Regions from separate parts of the Zea mays genome. Here region 1 is linked to region 2. Evidence: chromatin contacts called from public Hi-C data. All regions are on one chromosome and are shown on one strand. The core of a region is the stretch at or near the end of the contact, and the rest is flanking DNA. Distances in the headings are between cores, read along the strand shown. Region 1 has its middle 21 kb from the start of LOC100282806. Region 2 has its middle 51 kb from the start of LOC103653268.

The links. A called contact is a pair of places that touch in the nucleus more often than the background predicts.
Region 1: a Hi-C map of leaf mesophyll shows a contact between it and region 2, with 6 times the contacts expected there. The contact joins two enhancer-like sites. A contact is called at or near these places in 9 of 25 Hi-C or Micro-C datasets (bundle sheath, ear, endosperm and 3 more) and 1 of 3 datasets of contacts at active chromatin or transcription factors (leaf).

The regions. Positions count from the first base shown.
Region 1 is chr4:56,433,039-56,437,257 of Zm-B73-REFERENCE-NAM-5.0, reverse strand. No RefSeq gene overlaps it. Among protein-coding and RNA genes, the nearest start is that of LOC100282806, 21 kb to the left of the region's middle. Within about 2 kb of position 2,392, at least 12 of the 20 cell types and tissues checked have an H3K27ac peak or open chromatin away from gene starts, as enhancers often do. A contact at or near this core is called in ear, leaf and leaf mesophyll, where this site is marked.
Region 2 is chr4:56,224,483-56,228,878 of Zm-B73-REFERENCE-NAM-5.0, reverse strand. No RefSeq gene overlaps it. Among protein-coding and RNA genes, the nearest start is that of LOC103653268, 51 kb to the right of the region's middle. Within about 2 kb of position 1,343, at least 12 of the 20 cell types and tissues checked have an H3K27ac peak or open chromatin away from gene starts, as enhancers often do. A contact at or near this core is called in ear, leaf and leaf mesophyll, where this site is marked.

The DNA.
Region 1 (4,219 bases), core at 1,143-3,642, 210 kb before region 2:
ATGATGAAGAAGAAGATGATCAAGCCTCTACATCATCCTTCAAGGATGAAGAAACTATCCGACACACAAGAAAGAGGATGATTCACATGTTAATCTAATGGGTGTGCCCTTAAAGGTAGAGGATCTTCTCTTAACATTGACAAGAAAAAGCAAAGAAAGAGCGGATGCTTCACATGTGGGGAGAAGGGCCACTTCTGTGATGGAACCTCCTAAGATATGAGGTCCACCTACACCTGTTCTTGTCCCAAAGACCTTGGACGGCTATGCAGGTGTGCCAAATAGCTTGACAGGAACAAGATCTTACTTTTCCTTTACATCCCAAGCGCGATTAACCCATCTCATAGACATTGCAACACAAATCGAAGTAAAGTGGAAAGAGTTGCAATAACTTAATTCACATTCATATGTTTGAGTAACAATATAGGAAGAGAGTAGTTATTACAATATAGGTGTTTGAGTGTAGCCTACTTATTGCATAGCTGGAAGGTTAGCACCTTCCATAAACTAGTACCTCCTCTTGCTTCAGGACGACCTTGGTGCAAAAACAACAAAACTCCAAAGGTTCATCACCTGCAATGGTGGGTTCAAAGAACCCTGAGTATGAAGGTATTTTCGTAAGTCTTACCCAACTAAAGAAAAGACTCTCAAGGATATGATGGATTTTGGGAATCAAGGTAAGGTATAGCAAGAATCGGGGACTCTTTTGCATAAAATCTTACTAAAGTTGGTCCTTAAGCTTTCATTTTATTTACTAAGTTAAGTAGTTTCCTCAATCTAGATTATCCTGATCTAGATCAATGACTTAACTTATTCTAGCTTTCTTTACCACATCCTGGTTTCACTTGTTAACTACGATGCATGGTAGTGATCAAGTCTGCATATCCGCGAAGTAACGGTGATCCGAATCGATTAATACCCAACTGGGAATCTCCAACCACATGACACATGTAACACTTAACCCTTGCATATGTCAACCCGCACCCGGGTTTCTCAAGATCAGAACGAGTTCCCACTACCCGAGAGCATAGTTACTCCACTGTCCAGCCTCTTGCCATGGAGGGTACACACTACTCTCACCATCTCCCACGCTCAGTGCTAGAAACCTATTCTGGTATTAGTTCGATTGAGATAAGGCTTACCCATGATGAGGTATGTGGCCAGTTAAAAGGTCCTCGATCATTAAGCCTACATCGACTCGGTCCTTAAATTACTCAGACGGAGACATTACACCGAGACTCCCTTCTCGTGAAAGTCACTCGCCCGGTCTCATCTTATAAGCTTATAACCCAAAACTTGGCACCTGAAAGAGGTACTCTTTTAGGATGTTGAACCCGTCACGACCATGATGGATTCACCACCACAACTTCTTTTTTTTCATAAAAGTCCCATTATGTCGTGTGAAATATCATCTTTTTAAAACAAAGACTTTTAATTATCTAAGCAGGGATAAGCATCAATAAAAACCTTTTTAAGTAAATCAGGTAGCAAGGAATGATCTCCAATATACCAAGGAAGGTAATGCATCAATAGTTTAGTCACACAACTCCTATCACCTAATGCATCATTCACAAGTGATAAAAATTGTAAAAACAAGGAAAGGGGTAAATGCACTAGGGCTTGCCTTGAGTTGTGGGAGTGTCGAGTCCTTCACCACATATGTCAAAATAGAGATTATTGTCCACAGGTGGATCTCCTGCTTGAGGGACAACTTCTTCTAAAACAAAATCCCCTTTGTGTTCTACACACAATAATATTTATGAATGCTTATGCCATGGTATGAAGATGCAACTTATATATAAAAGAAAACTATTTAGACATTTGAGTACCAGTTTCCTTCACAGTGCTTAACAACCATAAGAACTCTCTAGGTAGATAATCTTCTAAGGCTAGCTAAACTAATCCCCAAGCTAATAAGTTGTAGCAAGCTTAATTTTCTTAATGTTGCTTTTAAAACTAAATCCTATTCTAATTTCATATTAAAGGGGTTATTCTTTTGGGGTTGTATTTTGTTTTTTGGTCAAACAGTTTCAAACAAGTTCAACCTTTATTTAGAGGCTAGAACAAAAATATTAAGTCTACCAAAAACTTTTCATGAGTTTTGGAGCCTATATTTTATTTCTAAAATTCTAAATAGCTTTGAAGAGGCACTTTTTAATCCTAGGTAAATCATTGTTTGCAGTAAAAATCCTAAACGAATTTTTATCAGAAACTATATGATTTTAGGAGTCTAACAAATTTGGTCCCATCATTTTTGCATATTTATACGATTTTTTATAAAACTTGCAAGTTATCAAGTAAAAGCAAAAGAAAAACAATGAATAGCTTTGGGCCGAATCAAGCCTGAATTGGCCCACCCACGATGGATCTCGCACTCAGTGCGGGAGGCCCACGCCCGTGTTGGTTATTTTATACAGAGGACCTTGCGGATTCAAACAACTGATAAAGAGTCCCGAGCATTGTTCTTTTGAGTAACTGATGATTTACAAATAGAACCCTCATCTTCTTTCTCTTTACAAAACCCGATCCCTGACTCACACAGCCGGCGTGCCGACCAACTCTTGGCTAGGCTCGCCTCCGACGACTATCCCCGGCGAAGTCACGTACCTTTACACTATCCTCGAGCCAAGGCAACCCTATGCCCTTAGTTAATTGGACTACTATGGCCTAGGACCTAGTCTGCCCATGGTGATGGCAGAGCCGGAGCTCCGTTGAGGTCGTTCCTAGTGGTGTAGGGCAGTAGCGTTCAATCAAAAAGTAGGGAAGACTTCAGCAACTCATGCAACAACGGGAACATAGGACGAGGGAGCCGAGAAGGGAACAGAGGCAACTAGGCACATGAAGGCAGGCTACGACGGCGCTCACGGACGGCAACATAGTGTTCCGGCCAACACACAATGGTATAGTTCAATTGGCAAGGTCAGTAATAAAACAGAGACTATAGGGGTGATAAAACATGAACCAGAGAGGGTCAAGCTCACCTAAGGAGCTCTAGACACAGAGAGGCACCTCACGACGATGCTGGTGATCGGTTTTGGGGTAAACCGAAGCTCTCGAGATACGGGGTATGAGGAGTGGCTGAGGGTGCACTAGGTATGTAACAGAGAATTTTGACGAGGTTGGGCTTATCGGAGCGACCAAATAATTCGCTGGAGCTCGCTCATTGTGGTGTTTTGGTAACTCGATGACCCAGGGGTACTCTTCGATGCACGCCACGACTACTGCAATGTGTTGAATGAACTACTGCGTGGCACAACAGGGATGGCCGATGGATCAACGACAACGATCACACAACCGTGACGCAGGGCAAGTGGTGCCACAAGCAATCCTGCACTAGGGCCCAAGTTCACCCCCTCGACGATCTTTTCACCCTCTGCATAGAATCCATCCTTAGTCATGCGCGAATCACAAAGCCAAGCTCAAATCACAACACAAGGATGCCGGCGGCATGGTGCACTACACCTGCCCAAGACTAAACTAGTCCAGTTAACTGAATGAGCCTAAATGTCCCCTCGACTGGTCTGACAGGGAGACTTTGAGAGTGTATTACTCCCAATCTTGCATAACACCAAATCCAACTCTCTGTAAGAAACTTATTCACAAATATATGATCTTCAACTTTATTATAGTGACCATGGTCCATAGCTCACTGGATTAGCCATAGAAAGCCCCAAAGTTGGTTGGATATCACTGCATTCCAAGTTTAGAACCACCCCATGAATAACATACATACATTGAGGGTGTTTTCACCAAGTTCCATGTAGTTTCAGGGCCAAATGACTTAATAAAGATTGTACTACCATAATAGCTCTACACACTTTCTATAATGCTTATCTTCAAAATCCTCATAGATTAGAAACTACAGGGGCCGAAAGTTGGTTAAATGGCATTGTTTTTCAGGGTTCAAAACTTGAGGTGCTGGTGAACTTTTGCAATTTACTCCAAATTTCTCCACAAAATTTGGAAATCCCTAAATATAAAAGTTGCTTAGTTTTATAACTCTACAACTTTGGCATATAAACTTTTTATAAAATGTGACTATATTTTGAACCTCGCAGTTCGCGCCCGTCCCCGGCCGAACCGTTCGCGCCCCTACACCTCCCCTGCCCGGCCGAGACCGCCCTGCCCTACTCCCTACTCGTCGAGTTCTCCTAGTGCACAAGCTCTAGCCCAAGGTAAAAGATGACAATTTTGTGTTTTGGCCCTCCGAATTTCCGAAAAT
Region 2 (4,396 bases), core at 94-2,593:
AAAAGCTCTGCTAAAAATAGGAATTTAGTGATTTGCACCCAACTTTGGGGCATTTTTGTGACTGATCCAGTGAGTCATGACCCATGGTCATTGTAGAAAAGATGAAGCTCTTGTATTAGTGAACATATCTCTTACAATGAGTTGAACCCAATACTGTATGAATTTTGGAGTAATAGGCTTCCAAACTTGGTCTGTCAGATGAACTGAAATGGGATTCAGTGGTAAACTGTGGACTGGAGAAGATCCCACGTTCAGAGAACCTTGCCGCCGATGATCTCCACTCCGCAAATCGAGCTTGCCTAGGAGATTCGTGCTCAAAGAAGAGTGGATAACACTGCAGATGGGTGAAAAGAACTATGGGAGGGTGAATTCGGTCGCTAAACGACCCGAACACCATATCCACTTGCCGGCGCGATCAGCCAAGATGTTATCACTAGAGCTCTCCACTCCTTTCGGTCATGCCACGCAGCATCCCATCTACCACGTAGTAAAGGTCGTGGCAAGCAGGCAATTACCCCTAGAGTCGTTACTCCAGTGCGCGCCACGATAATTTAGCCTCTATGAAAAATCTCGGCCGCCATGGAGTTCAATCTCATCCCAAATTCACTAAGCATCCGATCAGGCCCTTTAAATTGAGTGTTCTCCTCACTCTGTCTCTCTATTACGCGTCTGTTGAACCCTCAACCAGCCCCTCCCATTCACCGTAGCCCGAGTTCACCAGATTTCCCCAAAACTGGTCATCAGCGCCGCCGTGGTGCGCCTCGTCGTGGCCAAGCCATCTTCAGTTAGTTCCCACCTCCTTGGTCCTCGTTCTAACTTCTTTTGGTTCTCTTGTTGCTCATGGTGTCAGTCGATTGAACGCTGCTACAGCAGAGCATCGAGAACATCGCGTCGTCGTAGTACAGCGACACCGAAGACGCCCTTCACGTCGACCGGTCTTCCCGTGCTTTCTCCATACGAATTCGCGCACGTACCGCACCGTTGGTGAGTCAGTGATACTCGCCCTACCCCCAATTTAAATGCTACCAAGTTTGGTTGCCCGGAACAGGCTCGCCGGAGCTTTGGCTCCACCATCGCCGCGGGCAGACGCGAGTTTGGGTCAGACCAAGCAATTTAGCCTTGAGGATGTGCTCGGGTAATCTCCAGAATGGTGCCCATGTGCTCGCTACCGTCGGTAAGGGTCGCCAGTGACGAGTTCACGCGATCGGAGTTAGGTGTTCGACCGGAATGTGTCGGGGACCTGAGTTTGTGAAGACTAGAAAAGAGGACTTATGTGAAAATGTCAGTGACTTAGTAGAATAGTGACGCGGGCTCATGCCTGGTTATTTGAATGGCCAGGGGTCTTTGCGCTAATTTGCTAGCGCGGGCGCTTTCCTCTGTTCATGGGCTGGCTCAGGCTAGTTTGAGCCCAGTCTTGTTTACGTTTTATTCTTTTCTTTTTGATGATAACTTGCAAAATCTAGTACAAATTGTAGAAAAATGGTAAAAATCTGAGACCAATTTTGTTAGTCTCATAAAATAAGATATTATTTTATAAAAATAGTTTCAAGATTTTTATTACAAACACTAAATTATCTAGCATTTAAAAGTGTTTATGTAAATCCCATTAGAATTTTAGAGTTATATTGGAAATCCCAAAAATCATGAAAACTTGAGGGTAAACTTAACATGTTTGTATTAACCTTTGGTTGAAGTTTGAGCCTATTTGGACACTATTTGACTAGAGAACCAGTTATAGTCCAAATAAATAACCCTTCTAATACAAAATGAAATTAGGAATTAGTTTTACAAGTGAAATTGGGAAAAGTAAACTTGCTATAATTTAGCTAAGAAGCTCTTATGGCTAATAAACTCCATGAAGGGAAGTTGTATTCGAGAAGGTGTTTTCTATTTTTTTGTTTACAAACTAGCATGTTCATGGCATAACATAAGAATCCATATATATTATTGCATGTAGACCACGAAGAGGATTATATAGTAGAAGAAGAAGTTGTCCCTCCGATGGAGAACCCTCCCGTGGAGAACAATTTCTACTTTGACATCTGTGGTGAAGAAGTAGCTACTCCTACAACACAAGGCAAGCCCAGGTGCATTTACCTTTTCCTCGTATTTCAAAGTTTTATCACCTTTGAATGATGCATTAGGTAATAGGAGTTGTGTGATAAAATATTGATGCATTTCCTTCCTTGAGAAATTGAGTATCATTTCTTGTTACCTGATTTATTCAAACAAGTTTTAATGATGCTTAGCCTTGCTTAGAAGATAAAAATGTTTTGTTTTAAAAGGTGATGCTTCACACTAGAATGGGAGTATTTACAAAGAAAAACTTATGATGGTGGATCCATCACGACCTTTATGTATCCAACATCTGAAAAGAGTACCTCTAACAGGTACCACATTTTGGGTTATAAGTTATAAGGTGAGACTGAGCGGGTGATTTGCACGAGAAGAGAGTCTCAGTGTAGTGTCTCCGTCTAAGTCGTTTAAGGACCGAGCCAATGTAGGCTTGATGATTGAGGACCTTTTAACTGGCCACATGCCTCATCATGGGTAAGCTTTCCCTCGGATGGACGAATACCAGAACAGCTCGCCCCGCACTGGGCGTCGGAGATGGTGGGAGTAGCGTGTACCCTCTATGGCAAGAGACTGGACGGTGGTGTAAATGTGCTCTCGGGTAGCGGGAAACCGTTCTAGTGTTGAAAACCCCGGGTGCGAGTTGACATATGCAAGGGATATGTGCTACATATGTCGTGTGGTTGGAGATCCCCAACTGGGTATTAATCGATCCGAATCGTCGTTACTTCTCAGATATGAAGACTTGGTCACTGCCCTACACCGTAGTGACAAGTAAACTCAGGGTTTGATAAAAGACGACTACTGTAGGCCAAGTGTTTGATCTAGATTAGGAAAATCTAGATTCAGGAAAACCACTCAACTTGACAAATAAAAATAATTTATAAGGATCAACTTTAGTAAGATTTGTGCAAATTGAGTCATTGGTTCTTGCTAAACCTTACCCTGACATCTAAAGGCCAGCATATCATTGAGAGTATTTTATTTTAGTCGGGTAAGACTTGCGAAAGTACACTCCGTACTCAGGGTTTTCGAACCCATGTTGTTGTAGGTGAAGAGCCTACAGAGTTTTGCTGCTTCTGTTCCAAGATCGTCCCTAAGCAGGTGAGAGCACCTAGAGGGGGGCTGAATAGGTGATCCTGCGAAATTCAACACTAGATAGCCAACACTTGGTTATGAAATGTTAGTGCAATTAAAACCAAGTTGCTAAAGTGTGAATTCTAGAAGAAAGCCAATCACAAAAGATGAACACAAGACACAGTGATTTATCCCGTGGTTCGGCCAATGCCTACTTACACGTTGTGGTGACCTCCTTCGGTCAAGGATTGCACTCAATCCCTCTCAAGTGATGCAATGATCAACTTTGAGTACCACGGCTATCTTCCTTAGTAATGTTTCTCCCATTTGCGAGGAATCTCCACAGATTGGAGCCTCTCGCTCTTACAAGTTTGTCACAAGAGAAGCACAGTAGTAAGTGAGGGAGAGTAACACACGCAAAACTCAAATCCACAGCACACACACGCACACAAGCCAAGACTTGAGCTCGAAACACAGCATAGAGGGTTCACAACTCAAACAAAGCTCAAATCACTAACACAATTGATCAAATGCGTGGAGGCGGAGTCTGGTGTACTGCTCCATGCGCCTAGGGGTCCCTTTTATATCCCCAAGGCAGCTAGGAGCCGTTGGAGATCAACTTGGAAGGCAATTCTTGCCTTCTGTCGAGTGGTGCACCGGACAGTCCGGTGCACCACCGGACAGCTACAGTACATGTCTGGTGCACGATTTCCTTCCATATCGAGCGCAGCCGACCGTTGGGCCTCGGGACAGGTTGGCGCACTGGACACTGTCCAGTGCACTCCGGACAGTCCGGTGTGCCCAAACGACTGTTGGCGCGGGCCACGCGTCGCCCGCTGATTGCGCAGCCGACCGTTGGCCGCGAGCGCATTTGGCTCACCGGACAGTCCGGTGCACCACTGGGCAGTCCGGTGTTTTATAGCCGCGGCGCCTTTTTCTTTTCCCGAAAGCGACGAGTTCGTCGCCGAAGACTTGGGCGTGAGTGCTAATGACTCACCGGACAGTCCGGTGCACCACAGGACAGTCCGGTGCACCACCGGACAGTCCGGTGATTTATAGCAACGTCGTCGCGCCGATTCCCGAGAGTGGCCAGGTCGCCGCCGGGCCGGCCTGAGCACCGGATAGTCCGGTGCGCCACAGGCTGTTGCTGGTTTAGCTGACTTAGTCATTCTTTCTTCCATCCTTTTTCTCTTTTCTTGGTCATGTCTCTATCACTTAGATAAACATGTTAGTAACCAAAAACAAT